Linked DNA regions of Sus scrofa: regions 1 and 3 are each linked to region 2. A link is a contact called in public Hi-C data. All regions are on one chromosome and are shown on one strand. Each heading gives the region's core, a stretch centred on a gene start, on an enhancer-like site or on the middle of the called end of the contact. The rest is flanking DNA. Distances are from core to core; before and after follow the strand shown.

Region 1 (3,123 bases), core at 317-2,816, 180 kb after region 2:
TCCCTTGGAGATCTGGGGTCTGGATTCCTAGCCCTGCCCTTCTCACCAACGTCATTCCGGGGAGGCAGGTCCTGGTCCTCACAGCTGGGATACCGCTCCTTCCGATCCAAAAGCAGATAATATATCATTTTTTCTTGGTTCTCCCTATGTGGGGGGAGTGGGCGGTAGGAGAACATGGGTCAGAGGTCAGGCCCCAGAGTTGGTCTCACCCCTTCCCTGTGGCCGTGGCTCTGTGGGGCTCAGTCCACTGTGGTTCCATTCTCCTGCGTATCAGTAGGGATGGTCTCTGTTTCAGGATACATCTCAGCCTCATTTTACTCAATAATAGTAATAATGACACTGACATCTGAGCACTTACTATAAGTTAGCATGATGTGAGGCATTACATTGGCCTTAGCATCTGTTATGTTTTGTCTTTTCTCATCTTCTTCTTTTTTTGTTAATATATTTTTCAGCACCACATCTTTTTTCCTCTGGTCTTATCACTCCCTTGTGGCAACAGCTCGCCAGGTCGCAGAAATCTGCACGTGGAAGGACCCCCGACGCGCCCCCTGCCGGCTGCCCTGGGAGCTGCAGCAGCTCACCCCGAGGGGCCAGGGTGAGTGTGGGGGTGGGGGTGGGGGTTAGGGTGGGGGTCTTACTCCTCGCTTCGCAGCTCACGATGCAGCCGCTCGCGGTCCCTGAAGCAGCCCAGTGAAGCCATGCTCTCCAGGACGTCAGGATCCAGCTCTCCGTTTGATGGCAGGCTCCGCATAGCCACCCGTCGGCCTGGGGCTGGCTCCAGGCAAGGGTCCGGCTCGTGTTTCCCACCCCTGGGGAGAAGAATCACTGGGAACCGGGCATTTCCTGCAGTGTAGACTCAGGGGCCCCGGGTCCCGGCCTGCTCCTTTCTTGGGAACCCAGGAGTCCAGACCCCAGCCCCTCTCCCCTCAGACCCAGGTGTCTAGACCCCCAGCCCCTCTCCAGAAAGACCCAGGAGTCGGGGGCCCCAGCGCCTCCTCTACCTCTGTCTTCCTCCCCTAGTACCCAGAAGTCCAAGTCCCTACCCCCTCCTTATTTAGGACCCTCAGCATCCCACCCCTTCCTTTGGGGGCCCTTGATATTTGGGGTCCTTCCCTTCCCCCAGGGGCCCAGATGTCCACTGTCCCCATACTCACAGGTACCAAGGGTGTTTCTGAATTTGCTCCAGCTGTGAAGGGCATGGGTTGTAGAGAAGCCGAAGTGAGGTCGTTTGAACACAGTAGGCGCTCAGTGAAGTTGATGGGGTGGTGTTGGGGGGGGTCCCTGGGGAGCCCCCCCCACCAAGCGCAAGATGAGGCTCATGTCTCCCCCTAGTGGCGGCTGCGCGGCGCAGCCTGACTGGACCGGCCGCCCCACATCTCCCGCATGCGCAGTGGCACCCTGTCCCCGACCCCCCCCCACCGAAGGGCCGGTGTGCGCCTGCGCCTTCCCTCTGTGAGGCGGGGGGTTCCCTCCGCCCCAGTTTGGAGTGGCAGCTTGGCGGGACCCCGACCCAGGGGTGGGGCTTGGCCAGAGAGCCCCCTCCCAGCCGTAGCCCCAGGGACTGATAGGCAGGTTCTGGAAACCCATCTTCATGACTCCCCTAGGGATTCTGTCCCCATCACCCACCGTCCCTCCATCCGCGTGCCCCCAACTCACGCTGAGCCTTTTCTCCGGCTCCACTTCGATCATCCCTCTTAGGAGGCTCTGGCAGTCTGGAGGAATGAAGTGGGGCATGTGGAAGACGCCCCGTTTCACCTTCTCCAGCAGCTGGCGGAGGTTGTCATCGTCGAAGGGCAGAGCCCCCTGGCAGAGAAAGAACAGGCGCTCTTACACGTGCGGCTTGCTACACCCCGGGCGAGTGTCTCTGCGCTTCAGGGCCCTGACGCGTTTAGTCCTCACCACCAGCCCCGGGGAGGTGGGGCGCTATTATTATGTCCACTTGACCGATGGGGAAACCGAGGCAGGGAGCCATCGGCAATTCACCCAAGGCTGCCTGGCCCCGAAGCACGGAGTGAGCATTTGGCAAAGAGCAGTCTGGCAACAGCGCTTAAGAGGCTGGGCTTGCAACCTGGGAGGCTGTCCTATAAAGGAGCCTCTCCGCAGTTAGGGAGGGGTGATCCATTCATTCAACCACAGGTGGGTGCCGCTTAGGGGTGAGGGATCTAGAGGAAACAAAACGCCCCTGCCGGCCCTACAGCTCACACCCCAGAGTGGGAGATGCTGGCAAGGGAGCAAATAGTAATAGCTGTGGAGTGACACAGGGCTGGAGGTGACACAAGCACAGACCCAGACTGGGCCACGGGGGGCCTACCGGAATCTGGGAGTATATGTAGCAAGTTTGATGGTGTCCTCCCAACATTCATGTCCACCTGGAACCTCAGAATGAGACCCTGTTTACAGAGGTGGTCTCTGCACATGTAATCTGCTGAGGACCTGGAGATGACATCCTCCAGGCTTTAGGGAGGGCCTGGAAGAGGAGGGGAAGCACAGACCCCATATCCAAGAGGACAGGGGTTCGATCCTGGCCTCGCTCAGTGGGTTAAGAATCCAGCGTTGCTGTGGCTGTGGTGTAGGCTGGCAGCTACAGCTCAGATTCGACCCCTGGCCTGGGAACCTCCATTTGCCACGGTGTGGCCCTAAAAAGAAAGGAAGAAAGGAAAGGAAAGGAAAAAGTCAAGAGAAGTTGGAGGCAGAGACTGGGACAATGCAGCTGCAAGCCACGGAGAGGTCAGCAGGTCACGTGGGACTTTTGGCCTGACAGGGGCACCAAGGCACTGTGCTTAAGGGTCCGGGTGCTGGAGTTCCTGTCATGGCTCAGTGGGAACGAATCTGTCTGGTACCCATGAGGATGCAGGTTCGATCCCTGGCCTTGCTCATTGGGTTAAGGATCTGGCGTTGCCGTGAGCTGTGGTGTAAATTGCAGATGTGGCCCGGATCTAGCATTGCTGTGGCTATGGCCTAAGCCAGCAGCTGCAGCTCCAATTGGACCCCTAGCCTGGGAACCTCCATATGTCACACCTGCGGCCCTAAAAAGACCAAAAAAAAAAAAAAAAAGGTACTGGTGCTGGAGTTCCCATTATGGCTCAGTGAAAACAAATCCGACTGGTATCCATGAATATG
Region 2 (3,578 bases), core at 717-3,216:
AGTCGCCATTGTGAGCTTCATCCTCAGCATTACATCCTGGGCACCTTCACCGCCATGGCTGTCACCACAGTGATCGGAGCCGTCACCACCCTCCCACTCACCATCAGTCACCGTCCGGCGCATCACCACCACCTCGCACGGTGCCTGTGGCAGCCACGGATGGAACGATCTTGTGAGGCAACAGCCCCTAGTCCCTGAGAAGCAGCATTCCCATTTTGTTTTTAATTAGATACTTTGGTTTTCCTTTTTTGGATGGGGAGTGTCTTAAATCCCTTGGACCCCAGATAAGGTCACACATCTCCCCGCAGAGGCCGCTCTTCCTCCTCCAGGGTGGTAGTGATGGGTGCAGAGGTGCTGGGGGGCCAGGCCACCTCCGCCAGTCTCTTTACCACCTCACCCAGCTGCCCCAGTCCCTGGGCGGCCTCCACCAGCTGGGTCAACCCCAGGCCCAGGGCTTGGCGCTCCTGCTGGTCACGCTCCAGGGCCTGGGTCAGCCTCTGCAGCTGGCCGCTCACATCCCTCACAGCGGCCACCAGCTCGACCAGGGCAGGCGGCTCACAAGCCATGACCCTTACTGGTGGAGCTGGGGCCTCGCATGGGCCAAAGGGGCCTGGGCTCTGAACGGGAGTTGGCCCCGGGGTGAGGCGGTCGGGAGGAGGTTGATCCAAGGGGTGGGCCATATGGGGCAGGTGGAGGTCAGGGGTCACACGGGGGTCGGGGACTGAGTATGGATCCTGAGTAGATGGAGAGGTTAGTTTGGGGCTCTGGCTTCCGGGTGGTGTGAGGTTCTCAGTGGATGGTGTGCTTGGGACTGGAGAGGGCTCTGGGCTCCACGTCTGGGATCCAGAGGGGTGGGGAGCCCCTGCAAAGGTGGGCTCGACTGCTGGTGCTGGAGAGGAAGAGGGAGGTTCTGTTCCCAAGGAAGTTAGCAGGGACTGAGAAGTGATCAAAGGAGTTGTGGTGGGGTTGGGAGTCGTGGTGGTGAGGTGAGGGGTCGTGGCTGGGTAAGAGGTTGTGACTGGGTAAGGGGTCATGGTGGGCTGGGCAGTGGTGGTGGGACGAGGGGTCGTGGTGGGCTGGGCAGTGGTGGTGGGCCGAGGGGTCGTGGTGGGCTGGGCAGTGGTGGTGGGACGAGGGGTCGTGGTGGGCTGGGCAGTGGTGGTGGGACGAGGGGTCGTGGTGGGCTGGGCAGTGGTGGTGGGACGAGGGGTCGTGGTGGGCTGGGCAGTGGTGGTGGGACGAGGGGTCGTGGTGGGCTGGGCAGTGGTGGTGGGACGAGGGGTCGTAGTAAGGTAAGGGGTAAAGGTCTGCTGAGGAGTGGCAGTGGGGTGAAAGGTCGTGGTGGGGTGAAGGGTGGTAGCGGGGTGAGAGGTTGTAACAGTGGGGTGAGGGCTTGTGGGGGGGCCTGGGGAACTAGAGAGTTCTGGGACTGTGCTGGGGTATGGAGTTGTGTCCCAGCCTGGGTCTGTGTCAGATTCTGGCTGTGTCCGCTCTGAGGTAGAGGAAAGGCGAGTCACCACCGCAGGTGCAGTGGGGTCAGAGGTCAGTTCTTTGGGCATGGAGGGTGACAGCCCAGGGGTCAGTGCTGGAACCACGGTGGCAGCGTGAGTGGAGAAGTCGAGGCCAGGGGTGGTCAGGGCGCGGTGAGAGTTCATCGAGGAGGCCGGGTCTGGGCTGGGGGGCAAAGTGTCGGGAGGGTCAGAGGTCACCTCGGGGGTTGAAGCTGCTGTGGGGATGAGCTGCGGCGGGGAGTCAGAGGTCGGCAGAGGGCCTGGGGGCTCTGGCGAGGTAGAGGGAGCTGGGGAAGGGACGGGGGGCGCTGTCCTGGCCGCTGTAGGCCGCAGCAGCCGGCGCTCTGGCAATGGTTTCCTCGCAGAACCTGGAGGAAAGATGGATGGCCGAGGTCAGTCTGCCCCGCCCATCCCGGGACCCGCCCCGCCCCCTAGGTATGGGACAGCCAATGGGAAGCGACAGAGCCTCGGGACATCACGGGTCGCCAGCAGACTTCACCCGGCCCTAGTGCCCCACCTCTCAGCATCCTCTGATGTCTCCAGGCGCCACCTGGCGTCCTCTGGGGGCGGATGCAGAGATGGGCGGGCAGGGGAGAGGGGGCTGTGGAGGGGTACCCTGAGATGCTGGAGGGGGTGGAAACGGGGGCGGGGGGATGGGGTGTAGTAGGATGCACTAGAGAGCATGGGTAATGTGGGGGACGTCGAGGGGTACCTGGGATGCAGGACGGGGTCGAAGGGCAGAAATGGGACGAAGGGAGATAAAGATGGGGGGCAGGGCGTGGGAGATGCTGGAAGAAGCAGAAGCCTCAGGCGGAATCCAGGAGGGTTGGAAGGGTAATCTCAGCAATCAAGCCTAATCTTTTTGTGCTATATTTTAAACCAATCAATATTAATGCAAAAGATTGACAGTGAACAAGTCAAAATTTTAATCCAAGACAGGATCGGACCCACCTGACCGAACTCCTCCTAAAACCAGCTCTGTCAGATCCTGGGGATCCAGGTCAGATCCTGCCTTCCGTTTAAATTGCATATTTAATGCATCGTGGATTGATTTTGCATTCATTTTTACTTTTTAACCTATAGTATTAAGATTTTATCTTGGTTACTATTACGGGTTTGGAATGTCCCTAAATTTTAAGCCTGAGTTGAGTGAGAAACCTCTTCCGGGCCCTGCTTCCAGGTAGATGTGAATCTTTTTTTTTTTTTTTTTTTTTGCTATTTCTTGGGCCGCTCCCGCAGCATATGGAGGTTCCCAGGCTAGGGGTCGAATCGGAGCTGCAGCCACCGGCCTACGCCAGAGCCACAGCAACACAGGATCCGAGCCGTGCCTGCAACCTACACCACAGCTCACGACAACGCCGGATCGTTAACCCACTGAGCAAGGGCAGGGACCAAACCCGCAACCCCATGGTTCCTAGTCGGATTCGTTAACCACTGCGCCACGACAGGAACTCCGATGTGAATCTTAACCTCTTTTTACAGATGAGGGAAGCCAGGTCAAGAGGGCAAGTCACTTGCCCAAGGTCATACAGACACAGTTTGAAAGGTGCGGGGACGAGATCTGAACCCAAGTTCTTTATATCCAGAGTCTAGGCCATGAAGTGGCCCTTTCTCAGCGATGGAAATGTTCTCTGCTGTCCACTATGGTTGCCACTGGTCGCCTGTGCCTTCTGAGCACTTGAAAGGCAGCTCATTCAACAAAGGAACGGAATGTTTTCTTTTTCAAATTACTGACTCGCTTAAAGAGCCACTGGGGTTGGTAGCTACCATACAGAACGGCACAGCTCCAGAGAATCCCACTTCTCTGTAGGGTCTCTGAGGTGCAACCCCCCATCGCCTTGCTGTCTGCAGAGGTCACTGAGCAAAGGGCTAGGCTTCCAGCCAGGATGCCAGCTCCACTACTTCTTAGCTGGGTCACCGTGGGCAGGTTACCTAACTGCCTTGAAGCCCAGTTTTTTCCCATGTTTCTATAAACCATGGATGACACACAGACGTCCCATTATAATCATGAGAATTCAGGGAGAGTGTGTGTGCAGGGCACGTACCATAATGCCCAGCACATACTAA
Region 3 (3,608 bases), core at 1,008-3,507, 250 kb before region 2:
CAGGCCAGGGATCAAATTGGAGCCACAGCTGCAGCAATGCCCACATCCTTAACCCACTGCACCAGGACTTCTGGTGGGAAGGGGGGGCAAGTGGGTCCCAGCCAGGGGATCAACACCATGCCTCCACAGGGACACAGTGGGAACTCCAAAACATAGGTCATTTGGAAAAGCTCAATATAAACAAACAAGAATGGGCGTGAAAGAGTTCCCTTGTGGCTCAGTGATTAACAAATCCAACTATGAACCATGAGGATGCAGGTTCGATCCCTGACCTTGCTCAGTGGGTTAAGGATCCGGCATTGCCTGAGCTGTGGTGTAGGTCACAGACGTGGATCAGATCCTGCGTTGCTGTGGCGTATGTGGCAGGTATAGCTCCAATGAGACCCCTAGCCTGGGAACCTCCATATGCTACAGGTGCAGGGACCCCCCCCCCCAAAAAAAAGAAAAGAATGAGCATGAAACTTCCTACACAGAGTACTAGGAAACGGAAAAAAAAGAGCACTCCCAAACTCAGCATTATCCTGGTGCCAAAGCACAGAACAGAAAATTACAGACCAATATCCCTGATGAAAATAGATGCCACAATTAACACACTATTAGCAAACCGAATTCAGAAGCACACTAAAAACACCCCGTAAGTAAAAGGGATAAACCTCAGCAGATATAATAAGGGACACGTGCGACAAGCCAGCAGCGAACATCATACTCAATGGTGAAGGTTAAAGGCTTTTCTTTCCTTTTAAGATTAACACACACACCAAAAAGAAAAATACATATATATCAATGGAACAGTATAGAAAGCATACAAAGAAACCCACTCGCCTATGGTCAGTTAATCTAGGGCAACGGCGACAATACACAATGAAAAAAGACAGTCTCTTCATTCAGTGGTGCTGGGGAAACCAGACAGCGACATGGAAAAGAACGACACTAGAATATTGTCTAGGAGTTCCTTTGTGGCAAAGTGGATTAAGGATCAAGCATTGTCACTGCAACAGCTCTGACTGGGAACTTCCTCATGCTTCAGGCAAGGCAAAAAAAAAAAAAAAAAGGAAATTCTCTAGCACCATACACAAAAATAAACTCAAAAGGGATTAAAGACCTAAATGTAAGATGAGATACTATGAAAGTCCTAGCGAGGAGTGGCTGTGGTGTAAGCCTGGCATCCCTAGCCCCCTAGCCCCCTAGCCCCCCAGCCCCCCAGCCCCCCAGCCCCCCCAGCCCCCTAGCCCCCTAGCCCCCTAGCCCCCTAGCCCCCTAGCCCCCTAGCCCAGCCCCCTAGCCCCCTAGCCCCCTAGCCCCCTAGCCCCCTAGCCCCTAGCCCCCTAGCCCCCTAGCCCCCTAGCCCCCTAGCCCCCTAGCCCGGGAACTTCCATATTGCTGGAACATGTGACTATAAAAAAAAAAAAAAAAAAAAGGGAAAACTGGATAGAAACAAAAAGTGGATTAGCGTTTGCCAGAGGCTGGAGGGCCACACATGCACACACAGCCCTTCTCTGGCTGGAGTGATGACACCTTTGTCCTCTGGCCCAGCAGGCATTAGATGCTGAGGGCCAATTTCATCATCTCCAGCAGGAATTCTTCCCTAAACTCCAGTCCTCCGCCTCTTCAGCCCTTTCCCCTACATCCATCAGCAAATGGAGCCAGAAGCCAGAAGCCAGATGCCGCATCACAGCCCCAAGGACCCTAAGGCAGCCTCCCAGCTGGCTCCCTTCAACCACCTCCCTCCCTATGACAAACAGCCGTCGTTTCAAACCTCTGCTCCGGAATAAACAGAAGGGCTGACGTAGGCAACCATCACAGGGGTAAGTGAAGCAGGACGTCACATGTGTAGTCTCAAACCGTCTCCAAGAGACCTACTGCTTACAAAGGAAAAGGAAGCCCTCGGGAGTTCCAAGAGACAGGACAGCCCGAACCCCAGCAGGACACACCCGGGGGTCACCAGCCCCCAAATGCAGACTTTAACTCATCGCAAGAAACGCCACAGACTCTCAGAATGTCCAGGTGAAAGATGAAGGCTGAGGGAGACACGGTTCTAGGCCCAGCGGGGAGGGATGACCAAAAGCGGACCAGAACGCATCCCGCGTTCCTGGAGGGGATTTGGTCAGGATAACAGGTATACACACAGAGGAAAGGAGACACTGATCGGAGTACGGGGTAGGCCTCAGAAACAGCCTTGCATCGGTGCGGAACCTCTTTGGGTTAATTACTGACCAAGCACGCGTTCTTCCATGCCCACGTGAAGTGCTTCTTCCATGCCCACGTGAAGTGCGAGGGGTAAAAGGCATGGTATCTGCCGCTGACTCTCAGACCACCCAGGAATTAAAGCTCATGCTACGTCTCCATAGTGCATATATAGAGAGAGGTTCTTGGCAATTTTTGCAATTTCAGTGTACATTTGAAATTGTGTTGCATAAAAACTAAACAAAGCAACTGCAGAGGGAGGCCCTGGTAAAATCAGACTTCCTTGCCCAGGTGACAAAGCTTTCCCTCGGCTGCCCAAAACCATGGGAAAAGCCCCAGATACCCTCACCAGTATCATCTCCCCGATCCTGGGGCCCAGGGCTGCTTACCTCCAAAGCGGATCTGACCCTTGGCTCCTACCACGCGGGCACCGATGCGGACACGGATATGGCAACGCGCGGATGTGGCTCCGCTCCTCCGATGCGACTCTGCTCGGGCTCCTAAGTGGATCTGACCCTCAGTTGGTCCCAGCACTCAAAGCCTCCACCAGCCCCAGCGGAATTTAAGGGCCGTCAAGAACCCTCCCAAGGTCACACCCAGGGACCCTCCCAGCCGGAGAGAAGCTCATAATCTGGTCCCAGAACAAGCAGGCTGAGTCCCTGGGTGGGAGGGTCCCAGACGTCAGCGTTCCAGGAGGGTCCCGGCTTAGCCAGTGGGAGGGGCATGGCCATGAGGCCCCCTTAGAGTCTGCCCTTCCCCGGGGGCCCATGGGGAGAGCTTCATGGGGGCTGCATCCCACCGAGAACGGAGGTTGGGGTGGGGAATGCAACCACAGGGTCTCCCCTCATTGAGGGTCTACACCCAGGCTCTCCCCAGCTGCTCTTTCCCCATCTCAGCTCCACAACATCGCTTCACTGTGGGTTCTCACCTCCACCCGTGCACCCCCACCCTATGCTCGGAACCCTGTCTGGAGCCCCCAGGACCAGCCCCTGGGCGGAGGACGATCCTGGGGGATCCCCAACCTCTCTTCCACCCAGGGGGCCGGCCCCACCCCACCCTGCCCCAGCTGCTTGCTCTAGATCAGACCTCACCCTCCCTGAGGCCCTGAGGTCGGATGGCACCTCCAGGACAGCACCTCCGTGGACTGGATGGCTCCTCCTCTGGAGGCCAGGCCTACTCATCCGAAATCCTGTGCCCACTCCTCCCACCCCACTCCCCCGGCCCCCGCAGCACTCCCGCCCCTGTGGGTGCCTCTCAAGGATGGCCCAAGGGAGGAACTCCATCAAGACTGAGGAAGGGCGGGGTGGGCAGGGCATCTCGGAGTCCTGAGGACTGTCTGCACTGCCCACAGGGCAGGGGGCCTCTCTGACCGGAGTCTGGTGATCTGGAGCGGCCGCAGCCCCGCTGACCCGGCCGTCCCTCCT

What was found. Hi-C and Micro-C count contacts between places; a contact is called where the count stands out from the background.
Region 1: a Hi-C map of retroperitoneal adipose tissue shows a contact between it and region 2, with 1.7 times the contacts expected there. The contact joins two enhancer-like sites. A contact is called at or near these places in 5 of 47 Hi-C or Micro-C datasets (embryonic fibroblasts, fetal skeletal muscle, mesenteric adipose tissue and 2 more) and 2 of 2 datasets of contacts at active chromatin or transcription factors (alveolar macrophages and skeletal muscle).
Region 3: a Hi-C map of subcutaneous adipose tissue shows a contact between it and region 2, with 2.8 times the contacts expected there. The contact joins the promoter of HELZ2 here to the enhancer-like site in region 2. A contact is called at or near these places in 16 of 47 Hi-C or Micro-C datasets (alveolar macrophages, blood, embryonic fibroblasts and 10 more) and 1 of 2 datasets of contacts at active chromatin or transcription factors (alveolar macrophages).

The regions. Positions count from the first base shown.
Region 1 is chr6:59,481,389-59,484,511 of Sscrofa11.1, reverse strand. BRSK1 (serine/threonine-protein kinase BRSK1) reads right to left here. Exons shown (of 19, transcript XM_021094996.1): 8 at 1,660-1,806; 9 at 1,158-1,189; 10 at 642-812; 11 at 47-144. Among named protein-coding and RNA genes, the nearest start is that of BRSK1, 15 kb to the right of the region's middle. Within about 2 kb of position 1,566, at least 21 of the 83 cell types and tissues checked have an H3K27ac peak or open chromatin away from gene starts, as enhancers often do. A contact at or near this core is called in retroperitoneal adipose tissue, where this site is marked.
Region 2 is chr6:59,661,964-59,665,541 of Sscrofa11.1, reverse strand. All of the region lies in intron 13 of SSC5D (soluble scavenger receptor cysteine-rich domain-containing protein SSC5D), which reads right to left. Among named protein-coding and RNA genes, the nearest start is that of SSC5D, 23 kb to the right of the region's middle. Within about 2 kb of position 1,966, at least 44 of the 83 cell types and tissues checked have an H3K27ac peak or open chromatin away from gene starts, as enhancers often do. A contact at or near this core is called in alveolar macrophages, embryonic fibroblasts, fetal liver and 4 more, where this site is marked.
Region 3 is chr6:59,915,027-59,918,634 of Sscrofa11.1, reverse strand. HELZ2 (helicase with zinc finger domain 2) reads right to left here and starts at 2,257. Exons shown (of 21, transcript XM_003127476.4): 1 at 2,215-2,257. The coding sequence starts at 2,257.